Regions from separate parts of the Mus musculus genome. Here all the other regions are linked to region 1. A link is a contact called in public HiCAR-type and promoter capture Hi-C data. All regions are on one chromosome and are shown on one strand. Each heading gives the region's core, a stretch centred on a gene start, on an enhancer-like site or on the middle of the called end of the contact. The rest is flanking DNA. Distances are from core to core; before and after follow the strand shown.

Region 1 (4,940 bases), core at 114-2,613:
TCTGAGAGTTATATTTTTTGCTTTGGGGTATTAGAAGCGGGTACCCTTTAGCATCGTGAAATGAAGCTGTCATTAGTTGGGGGGTATTTATGGATCTATTAACAGAAGCGTAAAAGTACAATTTTAATTCCTGAAAGCTGTGTAATGAAAAATAATTTGACCGAATTGAGAAGTAAATATGGCAACCCCCACAAACACTCAAGAGTCTCAGAGAGCCAGACCAGTCACACTAAAAGTCACTTGAGAGGGTTCCTCCGTGGCTTGAGGTTTGGGGGGGCACACCATTTTTAAAGTTACACATGCTAACAATACCCAGTCCTTCTCAACAGACCCAAGCAGAATTGACTTCCACCTGCCAGTTAAAAATTAAAACGGGAATCCTGGAATTTGCTTTAACAAAACACCATTGCTGTGGCAGGAAAGCTATCTGTAAATACCTCTGAAGGCCTCTCTGTCTTTTCCACTGCCTCTCTGTGGTTCCCACAAGATTCTCAGTGAAGTAGGTATCCCCAGAAATTTTCCAACCTCAAAGGAATGCATTCCTGGTGTGTCCAAGCCAAAGCATACTCCAGCTAGCTACCCCCCCCCCAACCTTTCATTCAGAAGACAAGAGTCTCAAGCCAGGACTCACAAGCCGTCTCATTCACGTGCTACACAAACAGCCTCTCCTCTAGGAAAGCATACGTGCTGTTTAGAAAGCAGTTTGCAACCTCACACCGTTCCTTTCCGAAAGACCTTGTAGGGGGGAAAAATCAGGAATTGCATAGTATAGGAGAAAGGCTGGAAAGGGACAGATGTCAGCCCTTGTCAATTCAGCCCACATTTCCAAACAGCATCCAATGCATTCTCACAGCCTAGACCTCAAACCCCCTTCGGGGTTGAGAGCGATTTCCAAGGGAAAACACAGAAACTAAGGATTCCCACAAGGTCCTGACAGATCTTGGGGGGGGGGGGGTAGGGAAATGAATGAGAAACAGAAGCTGGGCTGAGAAAATGGCTTGTCTCCTCCAGGCCCAATTCTTCCGTCTGTAACAGCATTTTCCAATCCAAGAGGCCGTGCGGGGATGCACCCCTGCAGGCTTTGCTCTTCTAAAGGGCGCCCTGCCAGCCTCCCTTCGCCCCCCGCGGTACTCACGGCAACTGCCTGAGCTGGAACAGATCCTCCTCCATGTCCGCGGTGCGCCAGGGCGAGCCTGGGCATGACCCTTACATGGTGGAGCAAGGGCCGGTGCTCCGGCTTTCAGCACCGGGATGCTGGACAGCTCTACCGCTTCCTCGCTGGGCAGCTAGCTGCTGGGGGAGGGAGCCCTGCCCGGGAGACAAAGCCAGCCGCTGCCACCGCCGGGAGACCGACAGGAGTGGGCGGAGGACGAGGGGAGGGCTGCGCGGTGGAGGGGGCGGGGCGAGCCCTGCTGCTCCCAGGAGCCCACGGTCCTCTGATTGGGGTGTCTGCGGGACACCCCGACCGTCCAGAAGAAGCCTCCCTCCCTGAGTATTTGTACGAATTGATTAATGTCCGTTTGATGTCCCGGAAGCTTAAGCTCTAGAACGGAGTATAGATTTCTGGAAATGTACTCCACGTATTACACTGCACCTATTAGGTGCCACCAGGCACTGTAGCACGCTGATGGCAGAACAGTTTGAAAAGATTGTTATCACAGAGCTGAGGGCCCAGAAAAGGATCCTGTTGGGTACTGAAGGCTAGAAGGCGGAAGGGTAACTCAGTTACTCAGCCAGCGTTGTGATCTTTGCGGCCTGTGATTCAGAAGTAAACAGCAGAGTCCCTGCCTTGATGCCCTTCCCTTTGAATGAAGATTCTCCACCCTCCCTTGAGCTCCTTGAATTTTCTCAAATGCATCTCAAGTGCCCAGAGGCATGTGCCTGACACATAAGAGCATGCTGGGTGAACATCCATCATGCCTGGGTGTGGTGGCACAGGAAGGGCGAAGCAGGAGGATCGTGAGTTCAAAGGCTGCCTGGGTTACCAGAAAGCTTGGGGACAGATGGGGCACATATCAAACCACATCTCAAAAGTTAAACAAGCCAGGCATGGTGGTACACAACTTGGATCCCCAGCAGTTGGAGACAGAGGCAGGTGAATCTCTGTGGGATCCGGGCCAGATAGGGCTACGAGGTGAGATGCTGTTGGGAGAGAGAGAGAGAGAGAGAGAGAGAGAGAGAGAGAGAGAGAGAGAGAGAGTTGTGCATAATCAGTTGACTCCATCCAAGACCATGAAGCCCCCTGGGTGTGGGTCTGCTGTCTGTACATTTAAATAGCTCCTCAGAAGCCTAGAGAACTCCAGGCTCTGGTGTGAATAAGTGGAGAAAGGAGAAAAATATTCACCTTCCAAGATGGTGACTTCCATGCTTCCCATGGACAAGAGCCATGACTGGATGGAGGATCACAGGGACAGAAGGAAGAGAGGAACGTTCTTTCCTAATGTTTTATAAGTTCTGTGTATGTGTGTGTACGTATATATGTTCATGCCTGTTGGGGGAGTAGGGTACCTCTAGAAGCCAGGAGAGGGTATTTGATTCCCTAGTCTTTGAGTTTCAGGCCCCTGATACAGGCCGTCTGGAAGAGCAGCAAGTGTTCTTAGCTGCTGAGCCATCTCTCCAGCCCCCACCACCTTTATATTTATAGTATGTGTATGGCTGTTTGACTGCACTTATAGTATGTGTGCCTCATGCACATGCATATACTTACAGAGACCAGAAGAGGGCGTTAGATCCCCTAGAGCTGAAGATACAGCTGGTGATGAGCAACCATGTGGATGCTGGGAGCCAAATTCAGGTCCTCTGGAAAAGCAGCCAGTACTCTCAACCATCTCTCCAGTCCCCTGTAAAAGAAGCTATTATTTGCCAGAAATGATTGTTGTCTCTGACGTTTACTGCCCCTGTCTGCTAACCTAGGCCTGGTCCTGGAAGCTTCTAGTCTCTGTTCAATCTAATCTAGACCTAGAAATGTTTTCAGCATCTGAGACTTGCTGCTGAATAAGCTCACCCTTTCTAGCTCTTTCTGAACTCTGGCTGGGTGGTCCACTCAGCAGTTCTGGCTCAAACTCCGCTCCAAGCTGATTGATTCGATCTGGTTTCTTATGGTTTCTCCTGAAACACTCAGCTTGGCTTCATACTAACTTTGGAAGAGATTTTTTTTTCTAATCTTCTGGCTCCTTCTCATTCTCTGGCTCATTCTGTCTCCACCTGTGTCTAGCTTGTCTTCTCTGCAACCTGTCTCTGTAAAGCTGCCTCTTCACCTTTTTCTCTGAGCTGCTCTCTATTAAGTCACCTCTATGTCCATCTCTTCTGAAAGTTGGGCATATCCTATTCTGTCAAATCTTTCTGTGATTCGTCACTTTGTCTGCCACTCAATTAGACTTCACTTTCAAGCATGTCTGCTTCCTTCTACAAACTAACTTTACCTTTATTGTTTGGGTATGCACTAAGAGTGTGTCTGCATTCCAGACAGAGGAATTAAAGGTGTGTACTAAGGCTGAGCCACACAACTAGAGAAAGGTTTTACCAGTAAGCAATGTAAGTTCAGGGTTCACAGTATCATCAAATTTCCTGCAAAGGTCCCTTCCCCACAACCATCTTGTTCATTCATTTATCTGTTTATTCATTTATTTATTTATTTTAGTATTAACAAAGTGGAAAAGGAGTTGGTATATAGTACAAGGACACCAATCTGAGAGATCCAGGCAGTCAGACAGACATAGATACATACAGACAGAATGACAGCACACACTTAAGAACCTCGGACCAGTCCTGTGATCCTCAGCCTTGATAGACTGAGGCAGGAGGTTAGCCATGAGTTTGAGGCCAGCTAGGTCAACAGAGAGAGACCTTGTCTCAAAAACATAAAAGCCAAGGGACGAGAGAGGTGGCTCCATGGTTAAGAGCACTTGCTGCTCTTCCAGAGGACCGGAGTTCAGTTCCCAGCACCCACTTTTAGGTGGCTCACAACTGCTTGTAACTCTAGTTCCAGGGGATCTGATGCTCTTCTACACACATCTGCACAGACGCACAGACTCACAGACACACAGACAATGAAAAAATTAAGTTAGATGAAGTGGAAACAACAAAAACTAGAAACAACCAAACAAAAACCTTGACAGTCCAGAGCAGGGTGTCTCAAATACCCAGGGTGTTCTTCACCTCTCTTGTTCCCAAGATGCATCACAAACATTCCCGTGGGACAGGTCCTGCTCCGTCCTCATGTGTCAGATGAGGGAACAGGTCTCAGAACAGGAACTAACTCGCACAGAGACACTCGGGCCAGATAGGGGTAGATCTGAAGCTACAGCTCCGTTTCTGGGGACTGTGCCCCTCAGGTTCCAGGCTTTCTTTGAGATTCCCAAGCAAAATCATGCTTTGTGGGGTTAATCGAACATGCCAAGTTACTGAAAATGTGGGCCAACTAAAATAAGTTGAAGACAGAAAATAAGTGTAGTGTGGTAGCTTGCATTGCCGTGGAAAATGCCCAGATGAACAACACTTCAAAGGTAAAAAGGTGTGCTTTGCTTTTTTTAATACCCCAAATTTTCAGAGATGTCAGTCAATGCTCATCTAGTCTAGGATGAGATGACAACAGTATTGTAGAAGCCAGTGACAAAGAAAAGCAGCCTGCAGCGACACAGCCAGGAGGCAGGGAGGAGCTGAAATCCACATGAACCATCAAAAGCAAAATACTGGGGCCTGGAGACCAGGACTCTAGTTCAGTTCCCAGGACCCACATCAAGTGGCTCACAACTCTCTGTAACTAGAGAACCACAGGTTCTGACACCCTCTTCTGGCCTCCTCAGGCACTGACCTGCTCGTGTGTGTGTGTGTGTGTGTGTGTGTGTGTGTGTGTACATGCCGTGTTCATATGTGTGTCGTTTCACGTGTGCATGCAGGGGGATGCATTTGTGTGTGTGACACTCATTACCTTCCTTGAT
Region 2 (4,561 bases), core at 2,024-4,523, 1.6 Mb after region 1:
TTACAATATCTAATTTGTTCAAAAAAAAATACAGTGGTAATAGGGTAGCTGAAGAGGAGGCTCTGAGCTTAAAATCACTTATTGTTCTTTAAGAGACTTGGGTTTGGTTCCCAGCTCCCATATGGTGGCCCACAACCATCTGTAACTCCTGTTCCCGATTTGACCTTTGTGGGCACCAGGCATGCATCTGGTACACATACATACATGCAGGCAAACACTCATACAAGTAAAATAAATAAATCTAAAAAGAATAAACTATGGGGAAAAATCACTTGTAGGCATCAAATGAAACAGACTGGAATAAATTAGTCACTCTCAATTGTAGCACTAGATGAATTAACATGGGCAGACAGGATATGCTTAGTGATGGTGCGACCCTCAACATCATCAAATAAGTACATTCATTAGCTAATAAGCAACTAGTGAATATATTTTCAAGTGTACACAAAAGAAATTTTAGAGTCAGGTACACTGCACACCTATGGTCTGGCTGGTTGGGGACTGAGGCAGGAGAATCTCTTAAGTACCGGAGTTCAAGGCCAACATGGGCAACACAGTGACACGGTGAGACCCTATCTCAAAAATAAATCATGCTTTTCAAACATACATACATACATACACACACACATACACGCACACACATATATATGTATATATACACATACACACACATATATATGTATATATATATATATACACATACACACATATACACACACACATATATGTACATACATATACATACATCTATCTATATTTATGTATATATACGTATATATATGAAGCAGGGTAAATATATGTAAGCTTTTGTTTTTAAGTTTTGATAGAGTACACATGACATATAATCTACAACCTTGACCACTTTTGCCATGTCCAGATCAGCAGTGTTAGGTATGACACTGGGCAACAACGCCCCCTCGCCGCCCGACCCCCACCCCCGAGTTTTAAAAGTTTAACACTGGCATTTAACACAAGCAGACCGGCACAAGAGTGTAGGTCTTCAATGATAGTATCTTCAGTGATAGTTTAAGCAGGTTAAGCTATTTTAGGCTTACCCATGGAGTCAATTACAAAATGTCAGAGGTCGTTATTTATCCCTTTACAGGAGAACCTTTTTGTTGCTGTGGAATTTTGAAATCCTGCCCTTACTGAGAACGCCACATGGAAACCAGGATCTGTGTAACTGTGCACCATGAAATCTGTCATTCATCAGACTGATAGGATGCTCTTTTCAAGCTCACAGTTTCTTCACTCAAGTCCCTCTCTGAAGGAATTTCCAATCTCCAGCGCACATCTCCGGGGTAGTCACTACTTTACAGTGTCATGTAACCGAATTGATTTGGAAAGAAAGGGACACCCTTGTATTTCCAGACCTCTACTTCAAGTGGAGACTAAACAAGTCAATTCATTAAGGTAGCTCTGTTGTACTCTGGCTGTCCGGGCCCAGGTTTCACAGACAACTTTTCAAGCCATGTATCAGGAGTCCATCGACCGGCAGGCCTCGATAACGGGCCCGGCTGAAACACAGGCCGCTCACTGGTTTCCTTTCTTCTGATTTAACTTTCGATAGGTGACTAGACTCTAGACGCACATCAATCCCACGGCAGAAGTGTTTGTCCACTCACATTCTGACCAAACAGAAGCAGTGGAGGAGAACCTGACAGAGGGCTAGTTTCGGGCCTGGTCACATCTGTACTATGATGTTCTCGTAATGAGAACGAGGAGAACTAGTCCAAGAAAAATGGGTAACAGTGCTGAACGCAGAGGGCCAGAAAAGCCTGGCTGTTTCCACAGCTCGAGCCTGCTCTCCTTTTTATTTTGAAAACCTACCACTTTGGAATGGCTATCTTTTTCTAGGTACCCTCAGTTACCATTCAAGACTCTTTCTGCTTAAGAGCAAAATCCCAATAAACACAGTTGTAGACGATGTTGTTGCATGGAATTAACAGAAATATTACTCATTTGAAAACGTACTTAGGATTATTTATTAACTGGGGTGTGTGTGTAGGCCGGAGGACACGTTGCTAGTGACATCCCACATGGGTTCTGAGGAACCAATTGGGGCAAGTGACCTTACCCACTGAACCATTTTGCCAGGAAACGACCCTCCCACAGGGGTGGGTGAGGGGAAATGTTTTTAGTAGTGGTTAAAAGTAACATACATGCTAAGACCCAGGACACAGGAAAGTACTACTGAGACACACATAGCTACTGAAGCCCAAACTAATCACATGATGAGCCCTGCCTTCTCTGATTTCTGCAATGGAACCACATCCCCTAATCCCTAAGCATTTGAAAGCTATATAAAGCTCCTTTCGAGGCACTTGTTCCCCACAACTCTCTGCCAGAAAGTTAAGACAAGGGCATCCAGAGGCCTTAATGCCCGGACTGGAAAGCTCTGGGCTAACACCCTGATTAGAGATTAACTGCTTCTCCGAACACCTGAAGCATATTTTAAATGCTTCTCGATGTTCTCATTTCTGTGTGCAGATATCGCCTTGGTGCTGTATAAATTAGTCATACTGTAAGCTCTATTTTAGACTCTGTGTACAATACATATATAGAACGGCCCACAACGGTGAGAGACGTGCACGGACTCACATCCGAGCTGGGTGGGAAAGGCAGGTGGGCTCAACGAACGCGCTGATGCTGGTGAAAACTATCCCTCCTGCCTCCCCGTTCTCGATGATCTTCTTCGAGGTAGACTAGGCACGGAAACGGGGAGGACAGGCAGGCACCCCAGCTCCCCACCCATGCCGCCGGAAGGTCCTCACCTCTAGCTTGTCCGTCAGCTCCTTGTGCATCTGCTCGTACTGCCGGCTCATGTCCTGGTTCCTCTCGAGCAGCGCCTTGCCTAGTCGGGCCGCCAACACCAGATCCTTCTCCTTCTGGCGGATCACCGACAGCAGCTCGGGATCCTGGGTAGGCGGCGGCGGCAGCGGCGGCCCGTGCCCCTCAACCGGAGACTCCGGCTCCGCCTGAGGATGCTCGCCGGGCTCGGACGACCGCTCCCCGGCCGCCAGCAACGCCAGCTCCTCCTCTAAGGCCAGTTCCAGTTCCCCGGGACCTCCGGGGAAGGAGACGAGGGCGGCAGCAGTGGCGGGACTCCGGACTGCGTCCCCGGCCCCAGCGGGCAGCTCCATGCAGCAGGCGCTGTCCGGCTCGGCGGGTGCTGAAGCTCGGCCGGCCAAGCCCAGGCAGAAGGCGGACATGGCCCGCGCGCGCCGAGCCCGCAGCGGTGCGGCCCGGCCGGCGCGCGCCAGGCTGCAAGGCGGGGGGTGGGGATGGGGATGGCGGGGGAGGGGCCCCGCCGCGCCGCCCCGCGCTTCGCCTCGCCTTGCGCCGCGGCACGCGCCCCCCGGGTCCCCGCGAGCCCTGGGCGCGGCGCGCGCGGGCGGGCAGGCGGGCGGCCCCTCCCCCGCGCCGGCGACACGCGCCCCCGCCCCCGGGGGGCTCAGCTGCTGGCGCGCGCCCGGGACGCGGACGACGGGGGTGGGCAAGAGCGGCAGAAGGGGAGATTGAAGAGGGGTGGCGGGGTGCGGAGCGGGAGGAGAAGCCGCGCTAAGGATCGCCGCCGCGGCCGGGGTTCAGCCGCCCTGTTGCTGCCGCTGCTGCTTCTGCTGCCGCCGTCGCCGCCGCCGCCGGCCGGCCGGCGCCTCACGGGGAGGGCTGCGCTCCGCTGTCGCTGCGTCGCTCGTTGCTGCTGCTGCCGTCGGCCGCTCCTTGCAGCCGCGCTCCATGTCCCCCGGCTCGGCGGCAGCAGCGGCGGCGACGGCGGCTGCTGCTGCTGCAGGGGCCGAGGCGGCGGCTCGACATCGTTGGCCGCACAGCCCCGGAGCAGTCCTTCCTTCTTGCCTGCCCGGCCCCGCAGCTCACCCGGCCGAGGAACCCGCCCGGCTCGCCCGCCGGGCTCGCTCCTCCGCCCGCCCGCCCCGCGCTTCCGGCCGCGCCCCTCTTCCCCGCCCCGGGGGCCGGCGCCTGACGCGCGCGGGCACCTGTTCGCCGCCGCGCCCGCGCGGGATTCGCCGACGCTCCGCTCGCCTCGGCCGCGCCCAGGTGGCGCCCGCCTAACCCGGACGTGGCCTCACGCGACGCGGGGACGGATGCGCGCGCCGCCCGTGGGGAAGCTCAGCGCGTCCTGAAAGGCCGGAGCCTCTCCCTCCCGTGTGTGTGTGTGGGGGGGGGGGGTGGGGACGGCCACGCCCCCGGCCTGGAGCCACGCCCTCAGCCTCGTTCCCAGCTCTAGGTGTGGCCACGCCCCCTGCGCGCTCACCTAAGGGTGCGGCTCTACGTCCACCACTTCTCCGACTCCTCCTCAGCTTGGCGCTCGGCCACGCCCCCTGCCTCGTTTTCGCCGGGGCCACGCCCCCCGCGCTCGCACCTCTGGGTGTGGCCTCCTCCTCCTCCAGACTCCCACGCTCTCACCCCTGATGGCGCTCTGCAGCGGCACGCGTCCTCTTCCTCGCCTCCGCGGCCCCAGCCCGCAGCCTCTCTTCGGTTTGGGGAGCTGGCGGGAGCCCCATTTGGATTGGGTCTTGTGGTGGGGTATCCTAGCTGGTCT
Region 3 (4,465 bases), core at 1,324-3,823, 1.7 Mb before region 1:
TGTCCCATTAGCAAATGCAATCAGTCACCGTGAAAGGGTTTTCATGACGTCCAAACCTGGGATGGAGACCAGAGAGCAGCAACGTGAATGTTATAGACTAGAAAAGGCCTAGCAGTTCCGGGAAGATGGAGATCCAGCCTCAAACAGCAGAGGGCTATCACATCCCCCTCCTCTTCCCAAGCAATCTGTAAGTTGGGCTAATATCACTGTCAGAAAAGCAGGCAGGTGCCCTGAAGTGACCTCTGTGGCAGGGGCAGGGCTCTTTCTGCCACTCAGCTGCGAGGTGACCTAGTGGCCTTGGCCCACGGGGTTATGGAAGGGAAAGCCTTCCAAGCCCCTGATTCAGTGTCCCACCTCTGAGAGCAGCTGGCATTGCTTTGCCAGCCATCCTGCTTATGGGACGTGGATCCCAAATCACTGTAAACACGATGCAAGCCTGATTGTGCCCCCTAAGAGCGTCCCCCAGTTTCTCTACAATGCTCCATTTTCCAAAGTGGTGCAAACAGTCAGGTCTATGTTCTCCTAAAAGTACTCCATCACCTGGGGGAGCACCACTGGGAGCACTTTAGTGCTCCTCCCTCCTCTCCTTGGAGAGAAAGGAGACAATAACAAGACATGTCCCCCACCGCCTGGACCAGCCAGGTCTTGGAAGTATGCAGCATAGCAGAGAAGTTACACAGCCTAACTAGACACAGGCTAGACCAGGTGTGCACACCTGCCTCTGCAGGGCACTTCCACTCTCAAAGGTCCAGTGTTTTCATCTATCAGCTGGCTGGGGATAATGTCACAATAAATCCATGATGTGTGATCAACAGGCAAACCAAAGGTGGAGGGTGTCCCAAGGCTCCCACCCCAAGCAGAAGGCAAAGCCGAAGCAACCTGACTGAGAGTGATGTCCACTCCTGGAGTCAAGGAAAACTGCTGGTGCTCATGCCTCACCTACTGGCACCATCCTGGTGTCGGCTGAATAAAGCATCACTTGACTATAATGTTTAGGAAGTCAAAAACACGCACACTGAATATTCATGGAACTCTTAGGCTTCTAGGAAAAGTACAGGAACAGGGAGAGGAGAAGTCAGCTTCTTCTCGAGCTGCTGAGCCGGTGTTAAGCTTAACACCCACCCTCCTCCATGGGTGATACCATCAGCCCTGACGGTTTCCTCTTTAGGAAAAAGGGGAAAAGCCCCAGAAAGGTGCCTTTTTTGGCACCTGCTCTTTGAGAAAGCCCAGGGTTCCCAAGATTCTATGTGAGACTCTCACCTGGTGTTCATAGACTCTGAGGAAACTGTAACTCCAAAACTGCTTTCATCAGCCAGGTTTCTTCGGATGTCCTGAGCCCCAGTCAGTGGTAATAACTGACTCAAGAAACCGAGTTCCCACCAACCTGCTCATGTCAAAAGCAGATGGATAGGATACCTCTCCACTGCCAGCCCTTCCCCTCCTCAGAACAGCCTTGCTTGCTCCGGACAAAGCAAACAAGAGCCCTCCCTTAGACAGAGCAGTAAACATTCAGCAAGGAGAGAGCCTAACCTCTCCACATGACCAAATCCAGCACTAAGAGAAGGAGCTGGGACCTGCCACTCACTTGAGTTCCAGGAGGCTGGCGGCCCCTTCGCCCAGGGAGGGACACACAAGTCCAGAGCTGATTTGTGACAAGAGAACAAACTCTGGTTTTGGTAGAGTGTGTGGCATCAGGATAATAGGTAGACACACACACTTCTGGCTCTCTTCACAGATCAGTTCCCATCAGGAACGGGCATCATGCAGCCCCGAACCTCAGATCTCAAAGATCAGCCGGCTCTGGGGAATAAAGGACAAATTCAAGTCCGATCAAAGATAACTTCTGACGTGAGGAATGCCTGGGGAGACAGTCTCCACTTGACCCAGTTAACCCGGATCAGATGACCAGCTCAGGAAGCTTTCTGATGACAAAGAGACCGGGTCACCCTGAGGTGAAGCCAGGCGACCCCGAACCCCCCCCCCCCCCCGCAAGGTACAGCACACCACAGGAGAGGATAGGGGGTAGCTGTGTTGCTTGCTATCCTCTCTACCAGGGGGCGCAGAGAACTGTCCGGAGACAAGCCCTCCCCTCTAGGGACCTTCCTCCTCACAGTCTCCCGCCAGTGTCACAGGCCCTGGAGAGAGTACGACAGAAGAGGTCAGAAAGATGCGTTAACGCAGGTAGTCAGGGGAAGAGATGGTGAGGTGAGGGTTACCTGGAAAAGTGGGAAGGAGGTTTAGGGCGCGTGACAATTCTCGGGACAGGGAGGTGGGTCAAAGTGGGTGATGCTGAGGAGGATGGGGGATCAGGGGAAAAGGCGAAGGAGGAAGCTGGAAAGAGAGAAAGAGGGGGAGGAGAAAAGGTGGGGGTGATGCTGCGCTGCGCGGTCCAGCTCGAGAGGCACTCAGCACGCAGCCGGTGCTAGGCGACCGCGGGCCCTGGGCCGGCCCGGGATGCAGGCGCGGGCGCCCCTAGCATCGTCCTCCTCTGCCCCGCAGCCCTGGAGACCCCGCTTACCTGCGCGGGCGGCTGCGGGGACCCGGGCGACGCCACTGCCCCAGGGACGCGGCCGCCCCCTGCCGCGCCCGCAGCCGCCGCCCGGCCGGAGCCGCGAGCCCCGCCGAGCCGGTGCCGCCCGCGCTGCGCTCCGCCACCCCGAGGACCACAACTCCCACAATGCCGCGCGCGCCTGGCGGCGGGGAGGGGGCGGCGGGGCGGGGCGGGACCCCCGGCGCATGCATCTGCCGCGCGTACCCGCGGGGGGCTCCGCGCGTCCCGCCCCACCGAGCATCGGGTGCGCGCATCAGGTCCGGGGGCTTCGCCTATCAGACGCCTTTGTTCCTCCCTCCCTCCCTCCTGCATCCCCTCCGCTCGGTCCTCCCTTCCGCATCTCCTCCCCTTGGTGTCCTTCCCCTCGCCCCTCTTGCCTGTGATGAATCCCACACACACTTCTGAGGCCCCGCGGACACGTGGGATGAAATTGCAAATGGAACAGCCTGGAAGATCCGCGGCTCCCGGCCCCGCCTGGGCGCTGCTGACTGGAGCTGTTGCAGACCTGGCGCCTGCCCACAGGGAGGCCCAGTCTAGCTAGCCACGGCCAGTTCTGCCCAGTTCACTGGAGGGAAAGGGGCTGCTCAGCCTGGCCTAGGGACACCGCGCTGCGAGCGCCCAGGGAAGCGTGGGCTCCTTGGAACAGTGCATGGGCGTTCTGGGAGCGTGGGGTGGGATGCCAGCCCACAGCCCATCTGTGTCTGTCCTCGAACCTACTGCTTCCAATCCCAGCATGCATCTTTGTCCTGGCCTAGAATCCTCATTTTTGTCCAGGATAAAATCACCTCGGGTCTGTCCCAGAAGCCCCCTGCCCTTCACCCAAGCTCGCACTTATACAGTTGGTGATAGAGAACCCACTTGCTTCACCCAGGACCCCTGTTTCCTGACTCAGAACCCACTCCATGCCCTGGAGTCTCCATCTTAGTCCCTTAAGCCCTTGTTACAATTCCAGGAGTAGAATAGCATCCCCCCCCCCCCCCACCACCACTTTTTATTTTAATACAGTGACTCAAAACGCGTCATTGGTTCAGCAAGGTTCTTTTGCGGGGACGCCACCAAGACACCTGACAGAAACCAATGGAGGTGGGAAAGCTCACCTGGGCTCACAGGTCAAAAGTTTTCAGTCCGTTATGGCAGAAAACGCATGGAGGGATGCTACACTTGTAAGCGTGTGATCTAGGCTCAGGAAATTGGGGCAAAACCAGGGTCAGTCTGTCCTTCAAAACCCACCTCTCCCGCCTACTTCCTGCAACCAGACCCACCTCCCGTTGTAAACTCCAGGGCCTCCACAATCGGTGCCATAGGCCGAGAACAAATGATCAGACCATGAATATGTCTTACATAGATTGAGAGCCTGTAAAATGCACTAAGGACGGTTGCCGATCCCGGGCTGACGACGGAGGGCTGAAGGCAACCCTGCTCCTTCTGAGTAACTGCTCTGAGTGGCTAGAGAAAGCATGCAGCTCGTGTCCTGCTTCACATTTAGCAAGTTGCCCAAATTTAGCCTCATCCACGGCCCTTATGCATAAAGAACACCGTCTTTCACACGGTCTTCCGTATGCGTTCCATTCCCAGACTACACCATCTGCAGTGCATTACGAATTAATCCTGTCGACGAACCTTGTAATTATCTGTGACCACTGTGATTACAGGGTTCCATGTTTGTTAAGCGTGTTTATTTGTTCGGCGGCCAGATTACAGACACGGCTCTGCTAACCTCTCTGGCCATTTCAGTTCTTTTAAATTGCTGAGAGTCTCAGAAGATGATAATCACTCCAATCTCTGTCGAGCTTCTAACGGCCTTAGTAGGTGAGTTCTGCCAGAAAAGAGTGTCCAGGACTTGCAGAGGGAACTCTGGGTGAGAGCCGAGGACACACTGCCACTATGTCACCAGAAGGGCAGAGACTAGGACTC

What was found. Promoter capture Hi-C pulls out the DNA fragments that hold promoters and counts their contacts. HiCAR-type assays count read pairs that join an accessible place to other places.
Region 2: a contact with region 1 is called in a promoter capture Hi-C map of pre-B cells, with 4 times the contacts expected there. The contact joins the promoter of Bicdl1 here to the promoter of Svop in region 1.
Region 3: a HiCAR-type map of astrocytes shows a contact between it and region 1, with 4 times the contacts expected there. The contact joins the promoter of Asphd2 here to the promoter of Svop in region 1. A contact is called at or near these places in 1 of 39 promoter capture datasets (the HPC-7 cell line) and 1 of 115 datasets of contacts at active chromatin or transcription factors (astrocytes).

What each region holds. Positions count from the first base shown.
Region 1 is chr5:114,090,017-114,094,956 of GRCm38.p6, forward strand. It overlaps Svop (SV2 related protein), which reads right to left and starts at 1,364. Exons shown (of 16, transcript NM_026805.1): 1 at 1,136-1,364. The coding sequence starts at 1,170.
Region 2 is chr5:115,728,348-115,732,908 of GRCm38.p6, forward strand. It overlaps Bicdl1 (BICD family like cargo adaptor 1), which reads right to left and starts at 3,274. Exons shown (of 9, transcript NM_001080808.2): 1 at 2,775-3,274. The coding sequence starts at 3,212.
Region 3 is chr5:112,392,200-112,396,664 of GRCm38.p6, forward strand. Asphd2 (aspartate beta-hydroxylase domain containing 2) reads right to left here and starts at 2,574. Exons shown (of 6, transcript NM_001357013.1): 1 at 2,519-2,574; 2 at 1,586-1,800; 3 at 1,261-1,384; 4 at 1-56.